Regions from separate parts of the Sus scrofa genome. Here all the other regions are linked to region 2. A link is a contact called in public promoter capture Hi-C data. All regions are on one chromosome and are shown on one strand. The core of a region is the stretch at or near the end of the contact, and the rest is flanking DNA. Distances in the headings are between cores, read along the strand shown.

The links. Promoter capture Hi-C pulls out the DNA fragments that hold promoters and counts their contacts.
Region 1: a contact with region 2 is called in a promoter capture Hi-C map of fetal skeletal muscle, with 6 times the contacts expected there. The contact joins the enhancer-like site here to the promoter of RABIF in region 2. A contact is called at or near these places in 3 of 5 promoter capture datasets (fetal liver, fetal skeletal muscle and liver) and 10 of 47 Hi-C or Micro-C datasets (alveolar macrophages, embryonic fibroblasts, fetal heart ventricle and 7 more).
Region 3: a promoter capture Hi-C map of liver shows a contact between it and region 2, with 5 times the contacts expected there. The contact joins the promoter of PPP1R12B here to the promoter of RABIF in region 2. A contact is called at or near these places in 3 of 5 promoter capture datasets (fetal liver, fetal skeletal muscle and liver), 3 of 47 Hi-C or Micro-C datasets (embryonic fibroblasts, fetal skeletal muscle and undifferentiated spermatogonia) and 1 of 2 datasets of contacts at active chromatin or transcription factors (alveolar macrophages).

The regions. Positions count from the first base shown.
Region 1 is chr10:24,580,897-24,585,574 of Sscrofa11.1, reverse strand. All of the region lies in intron 18 of PPP1R12B (protein phosphatase 1 regulatory subunit 12B), which reads right to left. Among named protein-coding and RNA genes, the nearest start is that of PPP1R12B, 120 kb to the right of the region's middle. Within about 2 kb of position 2,609, at least 41 of the 83 cell types and tissues checked have an H3K27ac peak or open chromatin away from gene starts, as enhancers often do. A contact at or near this core is called in embryonic fibroblasts, fetal liver, fetal skeletal muscle and 2 more, where this site is marked.
Region 2 is chr10:24,865,100-24,869,917 of Sscrofa11.1, reverse strand. RABIF (guanine nucleotide exchange factor MSS4) reads left to right here and starts at 2,777. Exons shown (of 2, transcript XM_005668014.3): 1 at 2,777-3,027. The coding sequence starts at 2,902. It overlaps KLHL12 (kelch-like protein 12), which reads left to right. Exons shown (of 12, transcript XM_013980134.2): 12 at 1-99.
Region 3 is chr10:24,461,932-24,466,734 of Sscrofa11.1, reverse strand. PPP1R12B (protein phosphatase 1 regulatory subunit 12B) reads right to left here and starts at 2,732. Exons shown (of 25, transcript XM_021064548.1): 1 at 1,293-2,732. The coding sequence starts at 1,583.

The sequences.
Region 1 (4,678 bases), core at 1,360-3,859, 280 kb after region 2:
TGGGTACCACTCAGCCCCCCGACTGCCATTTGCTGAATCACATTTTGTTTGGGGGGGGGGGGTGTTTTTTTTGGTTTATTTTTGCTGCGCCCACAGCATGTGCAAGTTCCTGGGCCAGGAATCAAACCTGCACCACAGCAGTGACCACGCTGGATCCTTAACCCGCTGAGCGACCAAGGAACTCCAGTGAATTGCTTCTGGAAGTCCCCTGACGTCCAGGTAAAGCACCATTTCAAAGCATAAACTTACTTATATAATATCCAGATGTTATTTTCCTCTTAAAATGCTTCTATAACCTGAAAAAAACTTCAGGAACATAACCGGAGCTATGAGCTCCAAGACCACACGAGGTATTTTAGTTGGAGCCGTGAGTTTGCTGAAGGGCTTTTCAAAACCTCCCTTCTTTCCTCTCAGTCATCAATAACACTGGGAGAGTTCACGGTATGAGCTCAGAACAAAGTCTTCAAGGAAAGCACACCCTGTTAAGGCCCTCCTGTGTGAACGTTTAGCTAACTTACTCAGGTCTGGAGAGAATGTTACGGGGTTTTAATGACATAGATGCATGTCCCTAAATGTCTGCTGGTTCTTAAACTTGCTGGACTGCAAACGAAAAGGGAGAAAATGCAGACTGGTAAGTTATGACCGTTCACTTTGACATTTTCACCCCAGACACCAGACCCTCTAGTCCTCCCAGACGAACACTTTGAAAGGTAACATCTGTTAGTGCCTAGAGCTCAATATTCCTGCTGGGGCAAATCTATAAACACTTCATTTGCTGAAAAAGAGCTGCAAATCCCACACTAAGCTTTTTACTCGACCATGAGGCTAGAACACTGACATTAACTAAGCCTAAGCCATGGTTAAAGCTCCCCTACCATGCTAACAACAGAAGAAACCCAGGCGCCTGTAACCAAGGCAACGCAACCCTCAGACCCCCCACTGAAGGGGGACAATTACCCCTGGAGGTTCTCCAGGGCAAAGCCAGCAAGACCCACTCCTTCCTTAGGAAGCTAAGCCCAAGGCCTTTGAAGACAAGCTCATGAAAGTGTGGTTGTGGTAATGACGGGGCCCCAGGAACACGCAGGGTGAAAACTGATCCTTTTCTTAAGAATGTCATTAGTTGGTCTTGGGGACAAACAAAAAAACAAAACTTCTTAGGGAAAAGACCAGCAGGAAATTTACCGGAATGTTAATAATTTCTTTTGATTTTTATGCCTTAAATAACTTTTTTTTTTTGGTGTTCTTTATAGTGGTGTAAATCCCCTTTTATAACAAATATTTCCTATCCCCCATTGACTTTGACCATCTTGAAATGAAATTCTTAGATGTAAAACTAAGATAAAAATCACAAAAATCAATTAAAAAACATGAAGGAGAAACAACAGGAACATCATTTGTAATGAAATGTCTTTCGATGTGTCAGTTTGGGGCCGATGATGCTAGAAGGCACAATGAAGTGAGTGGTCGGAGGCTTGAAAGCGTCCCGGAAACATCCCGAAGGTAGACGGCAACTGCGGGCTCCGAGTGTGTGTGTGTGTAAGTGTGCCGTGTGACGACGCCGTGCAAGTGGGGCTGTGTGTCGTATGATGACATTGTATAAGTGGCACTCCTGTAGGGGTGAGCAAAACTAAGCTATGGTCTTTCCTCAAATGATGTGGCGGTTGAGCTTTTAGAACCTCTGCCAAAAGATGTGAGTTTATACATAAAACCAACTCTGGTTTTGAATGCAGATAGTAGAAAGGTCTTTATGGCTGTCCCGGGGGACGGTCAGAAGTCCAGCGGCAGGACCAGTGCTTGTCCCCAGCCCCTGTCCACTAAATGCATGGAGGGCGCTGCCAGCATGGGGACCCCCTAAAAGTTCAACCACCTCTAGAGGCGCTCTTTACACTTTTCTATACTTCGTAACTTCTATGATGAAATGTACGACCTTAATAATCATAAAAAACAACTTCCAGCAGAGTTTCAAGCTCATTGGTGTCCCTCCAACGAAGACACACAAGGTCACAGGTCACCAGCAAAAGTAATACCTTGAAGGCGGTCAGGAGCAGACAAAATTGGAATAAAAGAAGAGGTGACGAGGTTAACTGCACTACCTGCAGTAGCTGATAACCCTTCTGCTTCGCTTGGATGAGATGTTTGAGCAAAGCCTAGATACCTGGAAGGTCAAGTTATCCTACCTCAGAAAAGATTTCTGACTAAAGCAGAATTCGCTGATGTAACGGGACACTGGGTCCAAACTCATAGGGTCTCAAAGGAATACATGTGCTTTGATTACTGAGATTTGCTTGGCAACAGCACGACCTAAAATTAATAGAGTCCTTAAAAGGAAGATGCCAAAAGAAATGCTGTTCTTAAGATGGTTTATTCAGCCTGACTACAGCAAGGCACAAGCACGACCCATATATAGAAAATCCCAGCCTCTGCAGTATTTTAAGAACTACAGTTGCACAGTGAAAGGAGAGGCCATACTGGCGAAGGTGGGGTCCTGGCTGGAGAAGACCCCTGGGGCCCTCTGACAGAGGCGGCTCCCCACAGTCTCGGCACACCCCCGCTCTCCCGGGGGGTCGCTGTTCCCAGTGGCCACGGCTCGTTAACTCTCCCCTCGGGAGCGGGACCGTCCAGTTCCTCTGCCTTCCCAGCCTCTCTCACTCTGGGGACAAGCCAATGGCCCTTTTCCGTCTCCTTCCTTGTCCTCCTGTCTGGCTAAATTTAAAGAAGCTGAGGGAGGAAAATCTATCGTGTCTTTGCAGTCTTTTTTAAAAAAAGATCACGGCTGCTTTACGGACTCCTGTGAAAAGCAGCACCTTCCTACATAAATCACAGCTCTGAGAGCGCACCTACGGCCTCCTGAAGCTCAGCCACGGTCCAGCTTGGCGGCACGGGCCTGCCTGGGACATACCTTACCATATTAGGCAGTCGTGTGCGGAGAGGAGGAAAGCAAAACAGTCCCAGGATTCTACCTAAAAGGAGGCTGGCGAGGACACTGCCCATGTGGAGGGTGGACAGAAAATCGCTGGCTGCCCTCCAGCAGATAAAGGGGCCTCACGAGATTAAGTAAGGAGATGAAAAACACTGCTTGAGACAGGGGAGAAGATCCAGCAAACAGCCAGAAGCCAAGCTGTGAAGAAGTAGAGTAAATAGGAAAAAGGGTTTTATTTACTCTAAGAAAGTGAGCGGGATCTGTAGGAGTAAAGATCCATGAAACTACAACTGCTGGAAACACAAGCACAAACACAGGAGGGCCTGCGTGGGAGGTGACGGGGCATAAGGAGGAAGGCCTGCTCTCGGAAGCGCTTGGGGGCTGGGAGGGATCAGGGGTCGAAAGGGCTCCGGGCAACACAAGGGATGCTGGGTTCTCCTTCCTTCCTCTCTGCCTCCTTTCTCTCCTACCTCGGCAATCTTTGCAGATTTGTTTCTCAAAATTCATCAGGTGCACATGCTGGCATTCTGGAGGAGTCTGAGTCCTTTTGGACTCTCCAGACAATCCATGCTTAAGGAATCAACTCATAATTGATTTCAAAGTCACACAATTCTACGATCAGTAAGAATCTTCCAAAAGCTTTACTCTCTTCCAGATTTAGGAACCTACAGGTTTGGAAAATCATCGCTGACTACTTAAATGCAAGAGCTCGTTCTATTTCCTGGGAGAGGCTATCACTGACAGGTGAGGAGGCTGCAGCCTCTCAGCCCAAGGCATCCGAGGCCGAGCAGCGTCTGCCTTGGGGGTCTCGCTGCTGCGCCCGCGGCTCCTGCCCACATGCCACAGACACGGAAAGGCCGGGGCCGGGACTGAGGTGGTGCACAGCCCTGGACGAGGAACACAGCTGTGCTACGTACATGTCTCTCTGGGCCTCATTTGTGATCTATAAAATGAGAAGGTTAAAGCTTCTTTCAGGTCTAAAATACCAGGCTTATGACTCATTCTAACCGTCACAGAGCTAAGTCGGGGCTTGGCAATGAAGAGCGTCCAGGATTAAGTTTTCCAAAGACAGCCTCTTCTTAAGTGAAATGGGTGCTAGTTATTCAAAGATGTCATAAAACTGAGGACAGCGAGGCAGAGCAAAGGGAACCAAAAGCCGAGTTGGCTTAAAGGATCATTTGCAGATACGGTTAAGCAACAGAATTCCTCTCATTGAACCAAACCAGTCTTGCGACACCCTGGCCTTCACGGGCTCTAAGCAGGTCTGCAGAGAGGCTGCAATTTCATCTCCGAGGCTGCCAGCCGCTGCTCTGGGACCACGAGGCTCCTTTATCAACATTCCTGTACTAGTGGAGAAAAAACAGGGAGGCAGCAACAAAACTAGTGGCTGCTCTGGGCGTTCTGTCCAGTGGGTTATTTGGAGAGTGAGCTGCACTTGTGTGCCCAGGGCACGTGCTACCCCGCCTCGGCTCCTCTGTGACGCAGCACCCAGGGCTCCGTCCACAGCCCCTTCTCTGAGACACTGACTCCCTTGGTGACCAATTCCAGTATCGTGGTTGTAAATCCACTCTGTGTATTTGCTGACATCCAGTCTGCACTGTCCCCCTGAACTCCAGGGCCCTCCCTGCCCATCAGAGTCAGCGCTCCGCCCTGAGAGGCTTCATCTCACGCACAGCAAGAAAACTCCATCCTTCCAGCTGCTTCGGCTTGACCCCATTTTTCAACCTTGACCCCCTGTTTTTCTCACCTTAAATCCAA
Region 2 (4,818 bases), core at 1,528-4,027:
TCCATTTTTTTCCTCTTGCCCTGAATTGTGTTGACCTAAAGTTCCTTTCCTTTGTATTTTTTTAAGAAAATATTAAAAATCAGTGGTCTCAAGTGCCTGTAAGAGAGTTTGTGGTGAACCAGCATCACCTTCCGAGACACTTTGGGGGCCAGGCACAGCGATGAGCTGTAGGTTCTCTTTCTTCCACCCGTTCATCAGTGTGTTTGCCAGCTAGCTCTCCTGTGTATCTGTTAGACAGGTAAGAGATCTCTGGAGAGTCTCATCAGTACAGTGTTACTTGAATTACCTATTCACAGACTCTTCTCACACTTGGACTTTACTAGGAAACCAAGGGGATTAAGAAGAGGCAGTCTTGGGCTCATTTTGTACCCACTTGCATTTTACTGTTTTAGGCGCCCCAGTCCTTTTCCCATTTGCTTAGATTTGTGCAATGTGATGCAAACAGCTATTTGGAAGGCCTGCAGAACTGCAAAAATCCTGCTATTCCCAGAGCAAAGGGAGGGGGGAGCCAAAGAGGTTCACGAAAGAGGCCTGCCAACCTTTCTCTAGCGGATGGATTGTGCCTGCCGACCAAACCAAGCTGTGACACTTGGGGCTCATCCTCTCAGAAAGAGACAGAGGGGAACAGAGAAGGGGGCCTGGAGAACCCATGGCTCCTGGGCTGTCTTCACTGCCAGCTGCTGAGTTTCAGACCAAATTCCCAAATAGTTCTTATAAGGCAGCCACAACTGAATACCCCGCTACTCCCTTTCACCCTCCCCAGTCCTCTGTACCTGTCGTGCTCAGGTATCTACTCGGACCATATTTGGTGTTCCTCCTGTTTTTCTAGCTCCCTTAACTAGCAGCCAGCCACTTAGTTATCTAACCTCTGAAAGCTACCTTTATCTTAGGTCACCTGTCACCTCTACCACAGTACAGACATGCAATTAGTGTCTAAGTTAATTGTTCCAAATCCATTACTATATTTTTTTTTGGTCTTTTTTTTTTTTTTTTTTTTCCTTTTTAGGGCCGCACCCACGGCATATGGAGGTTCCTGGGCCCTGGCCTATGCCACAGCCACAGCAATGCGAGATCCAAGCCACATCTGCAAACTACACCACAGCTCGTGGCAACACTGGATTCTTAACCCCCTGCACAATGCCAGGAATCAAACCTGCATCATGGATGCTAGTCAGATTTGTTTCCACTGAGCCATGACGGGATCTGCCATTACTATTTTTTTGTTTTTTGTTTTTTAGTGTCGCACCCACAGCATATGGAAGTTCCCAGGCTGGGGGTCAACTTAGAGCTGTAGCCAATGGCCTTTACCATAGCCATAGCCAACACCAGATCCCAGCCACATCTGCGATCTACACCACAGCTCACGGCGACACCAGGTCCTTAACCCACTGAGCGAGGCCAGGGATCAAACCTGCGTCATCATAGATACTAGTCAGATTCATTAACAGCTGAGCCACAACGGGAACTCCCCATTACTATATTTTTATTCCCTCTGCTCTGCATAGTTCATATTGCCCCCCCCAACTCATGGATTATAGTCTCCTGATGGCTTTACCTCTACTATTTTCCTGCCTTCCAATCTAATCCCATCTTGTCATCAGTTATATTTCTAACGCACAGATAGGGTCATTACAATACCTAACATACAGAACATTTTCAGTAAATATTAATATCCTATTGCCCACATTATGAAGTTCAAATTCCTTAGGGTGACAGTAGAGCCACGGCAATAGGGGCTCACTACACCTTTCTACACCCTCGCTTCCCCCCACCTAAAATGTGCTTCATCCACAGTGGTCTACTAACCACCCCTAAATTTGTTCTCACCCCCTACTGTATGATGCTGTTCTTTCTATTGGAAATAAAATTGCTCTCCTGACAAATCTTAGTCACTTTTTATTGCCCAATTCAACTGTCATCTAGGTAAAGCCTCTTCTAATTCCCCAGACAGAATTGCTCCTGTGATTTACACAAAGTAGGTGGAATTTGTGTTTCCAGTTACTTTGTTCCCTTCCCTTGATGGTCTTTATCACAAGTCATTGGACTTGGATCTGTCTTCCTGTTTGTACTGTGTTCTCCAGTACAAAAGGCCTGTCCTCATAGCATCCTCAGAGTACAGCATATTCTCTAATTGCTAAGCAAATTGCTGAACTAATGAAGGAAAAAGAGGAAAAAGATGCAGACACGGGTGGTGGGTAGATGAGATATTCGTTAGATGGCTTAGCTCCCCTTCATATTCTGCTTCCCCTGCCATTTCAGGAAGGGCCACCCTGTTGCACTACAACCAGTACTCTAGAGATCTAAAGACTAACGGGAGCGAATGAGAGTAGAGTGTAACGACCCAGAGCAGTGGCTTTAGGGCCATGCCTGAATCCCTGGGCCTGGAAGGTGGCCTTTCTGACCTCATTGCAATACACCACCATGACGAAACTGGTGATTCGAGAGATTTCCATAGCGCTTCAACACCGTGTCGTGCCACGCAGTAAACGATCGGGACGGAGAGCAGCAACTAAAGCTTCCAGGAACCTCTCCGCCCCAGAAGGTGGGCCGCGTCCCATGGAAGCCACTGCTGCTGAGACTTGCTAATGGGGGTCTGACCCCGGATTGTCCCTGTCGTTCAAGAGACTAAATGCACACCTGAGGTTGCACTCACTATAAGGGAAACCCAGAGCCGACGTGAACTTGTGCAGAGGCTGTCACTTCCCAGGAGGCACCTGTCACAAAGCCACGCCCACACCCAGCCGCAGGGTCCGGAGGTGACCGACAGCGCCTGCGCAGTGGGGTCGGGGGCGCGGAAGCGGCGCTTGCACCCGCGCCGCCGCCGAGATTGCGCCTGCGCGGTGTGGAGCGTTGTACCCAGACCACGCCTGCGCGTCGCGGCCGAGGGCCGGGGTGGTGGTCATGGACCCCATAACGCCGCCGAGTGAGCTGGTGTCCGCCGAGGGCCGGAACCGGAAGGCGGTTCTTTGCCAGCGCTGTCGCTCCCGCGTGCTACAGCCAGGCACGGCGCTCTTCTCCCGTCGGCAGGTGAGGGGCTGGGGCTGGGGAGGGGGCGGGCCGGGCGACACCGGGTCCTCGCTAGGTCTGGATCCGGACACACGGCTAGATACTCGCGCCCCGGAGCCGCGCCTGCCGACCGCAGGGTCCCGACGCCGGGGCCCTGCAGGCTGGCTTCCGAGGGAGCCAGAGCGTTAGTTCTCAGGTTCAGGAGTGGGCGCCGGGAACTCCCGAGGGCGGGGAATGGGCGCCGCGGACCCCTGAGGGCGGCTTAGTGGGCTCGAGGACTCAGGGGCATGGGACATGCTGCGGGCGTGGCCGGAACCAGCTGAATGCTCGCTGCCCCCCCCCCCCCCCGCCTGCTGACCGGGTGAATCACTAGAAGTCGTTCTCACCACTGCACAGATCGCGTGTCCCACGTTCTGTGCCCAGCGCCCCGCTCCCCCTGCATCGAGACTGCGCATGAGGACTACAGATGCTGGGATTTAAGTAAATGCAGTCCTCAGTTAGCGTATCTAAGGGTTAGTGCAGGCAGAGCAGATCAGCGTGTTCATTACCCTGCGGTCTGTCCTGTGAATGGTTTCTCATATAAAATGTTACAGACCCCAGAACTCTGTCCTTCATGCAGTCTCACTTGTAGTCTGAGGCAGAGAAAATTACAATCACAGAAAAGCAACAATCATAAAAGAGCTCGAGAATGTAGGGAAGGGGAGGTGATGTTAGAGCGGGAATTGTTGCTTTTTTAACTTTAGTTGGGGGGCGGGTAGGACAGAGCAGTGTTTGAGAACATGAGAGCAAGCCAAGAGTTTGTTTTCAAATTAATAAGCACCTAACACAGGACCCAGTAAGTGTACTTCTAACCTTTATCCCGAAGGAGATGAAAACATGGTCCCACAAAAAGCTGTGCACGAATGTTCACGGCACCTTTATTGGTAATAGCTGAAAACTGGAAACAGCGCAGATGTCCTTCTGCAGGTAAATGATTAAGAAACTGTAGTAAGGGAGTTCCCGTCGTGGCGCAGTGGTTAACGAATCCGACTGGGAACCATGTTGCGGGTTCGATCCCTGGCCTTGTTCGGTGGGTTAAGGATCTCGCGTTGCCGTGAGCTGTGGTGTAGGTCACAGACGCGGCTTGGATCCCGCGCTGCTGTGGCTGTGAAGTAGGCCGGCGGCTACGGCTCGGATTAGACCCCTAGCCTGGGAACCTCCATATGCCGCGAGAGTGACCCAAGAAATGGCAAAAAAAGACCAAAAACAAAAAAAAGGAAAGAAATTGTAGTACAGCCATACCGTGGATACTACATCTTGATGACTCTCCAAGGAATTGTACTGAGTGAAAAAAAGCTGGCCCCAAAAGATTACACACTGTATCATTCCATTTATGTGGCATTTTTTTAATTTTAGAAATGGAGAACAGGAGTTCCTGTTGTGGCTCAGCAGGTTACAAACCCAATTAGTATCCATGAGGATGCAGGTTAAAGATCCAGAGCTGAGGAGTTCCCGTCGTGGCTCAGAATCCATCTAGGAACCATGAGGTTGCAGGTTCAATCCCTGGCCTCCATCAGTGGGTTAAGGATCTGGTGTTGCCATGAGCCGTGGTGTAGATCGCAGATGCGGCTTGGATCTGGCATTGCTGTGGCTCTGGCGTAGGCCGGTGGCTACAGCTCCGATTCAACCCCTAGCCTGGGAACCTCCATATGCCGCCGGAGCGGCCAAAGAAATAGCAACAATAACAACAACAACAACAACAAAAAAAAAAAAAGACAAAAAGACAAAAAAAAAAAAAAAAAATCAGGGATCAGAACGGAACATGTGGAGTTC
Region 3 (4,803 bases), core at 1,483-3,982, 400 kb after region 2:
ACTGGTTTCTATTTCTCTATGACCCCTCAAAGTGGTTTCTTTCAGAATCCAGACCTCAATCGCCTTATCATCCCCCAAACATCCGAAAAATAAAAATTCATTCAGAAATTTGAAAGAATACACGTGGCCCTCTGAGGGCCCATCTTACTTCAATTCAGCTCCTTATTAGGTGAGACATAAAGCTCTGGAGTTTAAATCTGAAAAACCCTTGCCTACAGGCAACTTCTCTCCCTTTTAATCTTGCACGAGCAACGATTTTCTAAGCTTCAGAGTCCTCACCTGTGAAATGGTTATTATGACACTGGCTGCCACACCCACCTCAAAGGATCACTACTGAGATTCACCTGCAGTAAGACATATCAAAAAGTTTTTAAACAGCAAAGAACTATATAAATGTTGGCCGCCACCTTAGGTGGGGCACTGTTATAGGCAGGAAAAAATGGACGCAAATGGGGTGAAAAGAAGGTCCTTTCATCTGAAAAAGAAGGACCACGAACGCAGCGAGGACTAATTTTAAGCTACTGGCTAATATGTTCACTGAAGCGAAATGACGCGAATCGGAATAATGACTTAGAAGTGGATTCTCAGGTCAGCACATCCACTTTGCACGGACAGCAGAAGAAGGAAAATAAGAAAGATTAAGAGTGGGTGTCCAGCTGTCAGCTCACCAAAATAACTGATGAAGTTCCATTTGAGAGAGAGGACGGAGTTAGTGACGACAGGCAGCATGTACAGAATACAGTTGCATAAGATGAACTAAGTTAAGGTGTTAATTACCAAGCACGGAACTGTCAGGTTATCCACAATCACATACTCCAGTTCTATATAGGGCGTGTGATTCCTACAGAAGCTTTAGCGGAAAAAAAAGCTATTCCAAAAACGTCAAACAAATGTAAGTGACCCTGCAGGTCAGCGCTCCGTAGAGGAATAAAGTAAGGCTTCCTTCCTTGAGGATGGGGTGCTCGGGGAGCTACAGCGCGACGAACGCAGAACCTGTAAATCACTGCAAACCAGAAAACCAGAAAACCAGGTGTGGTTTCAGACCCTTCGGCCCTCCGCCCTCCCCAGCACGGGATGCGCTCTCAGAGACGGCAGAACGACTCGCACAGAAAGCAGGACTCGAGAGCGCAGCAGACCCCCGGCCAAAGCACCGGTAACCATGACGACCCGCGGAGCGGGAGGGAAATACAAACACCCGACTGCGGCGGGCGCCGGTCCTGCGAGGTCGGGAACAGCCGGCCGCCGAGCGGCGGCGGCGAGAAGCGGGCTCGCAGCACCCGCGCTGCGCTCACCTGGTGCAGGGCTGTCAGGCCGTCGACATTGGCCGTGTCCACGTCGGCGCCCCGGGCCAGGAGCCGCCTCACCTCGTCGGTGTCTCCGCTGGAGCAGGCAGCCAGGAACACGGCGCCGTCCTCGAAGCGGACCCGCGGGCCCGCGCGCCGACTCTGCGGCTGCCGCCCCGCGCCCGGCCGGTCGGTGGGCTCCTGCTCCGTCAGCGAACCCCGCCAGCGCCGCAGCTGCTCGGCCCGCCGCGCCCGCGCCGACTCGGCCCGCTTCCCGCCCAAGTGCTCCAGCTCTGCCATAACGCCGCTGCTCCGAGCCGCCCCGCCGCCGCCTCCGAGCGCTTCAGCCGGGAGAGGAGGGCGGAGACCCACGCGCAGCCATCTTTACTGCTCCGCCGCCGCGCCGCCCGCGCCGCCCGCACGCCCCGCGGCCTCAGCACGCAGTTGCAGCGGCGCCCCGGAGCATCACGGGACTTGTAGTAGGAGAGCCGCGCGTCCCCCACGCCCGGGCGCGCCCGCGCCTGACGGGAACTACAAGTCCCTGGACGGACCGCGAGAGAGGCGCGGTCCGGGAGCTCCCTACTTGGCCGCAGACCTGCGAGGTCACCTCCGCCCCAAGCGGGAGCTGTCCCTGGCCGGAGTCAGCCTCTGTGGGCGTGTTAAGAGTCGTGGTTCATTCTCTTTGCGACTACCAGCTAATTTTGGCTCCCTAATTAACACGTCAATCTTTTGGAGTGGAAAAGGGGTCAGTTGTTATCCCTACTTTCTGTTGCAGAAAACTGGACGGGAAGTACCCAAAACTTTCAAAACTGTGTCCTGGTTCTGAATCCAGAGTTTTATTAACTTAGAGGGCATGAACACGTAGCCCTGAAAAGCCCCTGGGAAGGATGCACGCAGGTACAGCGGAAAGAGCATTCAAATTCAGTTCTCCATACAGAAGTTCTCTGAGCCTGTTTCCTTGATTGTAAAAAGGGGGTAATGTCACCTCACAGGATGGTCCTGTGGCTCGAATAAGACGATATATGCAAGGATACCTAGTGCTATCCCTGGCTTCTATCAGCTCATAATAAATACTAATTTCCCTTCTTTCTCTCTCCTCCTCTTCTCCAGTTTTCGTGGATCTTAAATTATTGGGAGACAGAATGGATGTCATGTGTCTTAAATTATTGGGAGACAGAATGGATGTCATGTGTTCCATGATTTTTTTACCCAAAGCTACAAAAAACGTATACAGAGCAAACACAATACTGCAAGTCAACTATAGTTCAATTAAAAAAAAAAATACTATAGAGCATACAAAACTCCTAAAGCAGCAAGTAGGCCATTTTCATGTTCAAAGAGAGCTTGGTTATAAAACCTGTTAAATAGACTTAGCATTATTACAACATTGTAAATCAACTATACTTCCATAAAGCTTTACAGAAAGTTGACTTAGTAACTATATCCCTCCAGGCTTTAGCCCTGGACAAAACATAAATAATTTTTTTTCCATAATGAAAGAGATCATATACAATTATTAGGTTCTTTAAACTTTCAGTTTTTCACTAAAAAAAATGTTGCAAGGAGTTCACATTTTGACTCAGCAGAAACAAACCCGACCAGTATCCATGAAGATGTGGGTTCAATCCCTGGCATCACTCAGTGGGTTGAGGATCCTGCGTTGCTGTGGCTCTGGTGCAGGCCCGCGGCTACAGTTCGGATTAGACCCCTCCTAGTCTGGGAACCTCCATGTGCTGTTGTGTGGCCCTAGAAAAGGCAAAAAGACAAAAAAAAAAAAAGATTAGGTCATTGTGAAGGGAAACTTTATTATATTCTATCATGTGAACATTTGTCTGTGCTTCACTTTTTCCTGAGATGAGCTGAGAAGCAAATGAAAAGGGACACTTAGATATAAAATATGCTTAGTAATACTCTATCTAAATATGCTTAATTTGGAGTTTCCGTCGTGGTTCAGTGGTTAACGAATCTGACTAGGAACCATGAGGTTGCAGGTTCGATCCCTGCCCTTGCTCAGTGGGTTAACGATCCGGCGTTGCCGTGAGCTGTGGTGTAGGTCGCAGATGTGGCTGGGATCCTGAGTTGCTATGGCTCTGGCATAGGCTAGCAGCTACAGCTCCGATTAGACCCCTAGCTTGGGAAACTCCATATGCCACGGGAGCAGCCCAAGAAATGGCAAAAAGACAAAAATAAATAAATATGCTTAATTAGGTATCCTTAAATTCTTCATAAATGCTAATTAAGTTATTAGCATCTTGGTGAACTGTGAATAACAATGTATATAAAAATAAAAGATGTAATACTGTATACTTTATATAGCCATGTGTTCCTTGCATTAATTTAGTTACCACAGAACTTGTTATACTTCATCATCTACTGGAAATCTGTATGAGAGGTGTTCCCATCATGGCTCAGTGGTATCAAACCCGATTAACATCCATGAGGACAAAGGTTCCATCCACTCAGTGGTTTAAGGATCCAGTATTACCATGAGCTGTGTTGTAGGTCACAGACGTGGCTCGGATCCTGCAATGCTGTGGCTGTGGCATAGGCTGGCAGCTACAGCTCTGCTTTGACCCCTAGCCTGGGAACTTCCATATGCTGCGGGTGTGGCCCTAAAAAGGCAAAAAACAAAACAAAAACAAAAAACAAACCCAAAACACTGGTTCTTGATAATAAAATTACAAAAAAATAAAATTCTGTATGAGATTGACTTTGTAGCTTGTCAACGTGGAAACTCTTATTTCAACTCAGCCTCTTGCTGATAATTAAAATTGCCCACAAGCTCTCAAATAGAACTGTCCCTATAGGATAAAAGAAATATTGATATTAAACTAGATAGGAACCTAACCCTCTTCAGGAAACCATTATTAGCTTAAACTCTGCCAGTCTAGAAAATCAAAAAGCAAGAGAAGGGCAAGGTTTCAGCATCATGCAAATTGCAGAAACCTCAGGAAGCACATCTCTGACAGCAATCCACATGCACCATCTTAATATTATGATGCTGGTACATGACAGTTTCTCAAAAAAAAAAAAAAAAGAAAGAAAGAAAGTATGTAGAATTGGACCACATGTTTTACTTACTGATTTTCTAATAAGCATTTTTTAGCTTGGGTAAAAATTTCATGAATTAATAATGTTACTTTTTTTTTGGTCTTTTTAGGGCTGCACCTGTGGCATATGGAAGTTCCCAGGCTATGGGTCAAAGCAGAGCTGTAGCTGCCGGCCTACCCCACAGCCACAGCAACGAAGGATCCAAGCCTCATCTGCGACCTCCACCCCAGCTCAGGCAAAACCAGGTCCTCGATCCACTGAGTGAAGCCAGGGATCAAACCCATGTCCTCAAGGATACTAGTCAGGTTCCTTACTGATGAGCCACAAGGGGAACACCAATAATGTTACATTTCTCTCAGCTGTATTCTTTTCACATTCAGTATCAGGAAAGAATAAATATCTGCCTTCCCTTGTGTAAGTAAGCTAAAATTAGCCAAGTCTAAGTTAAATCTTTACTATCCCAAGAGGT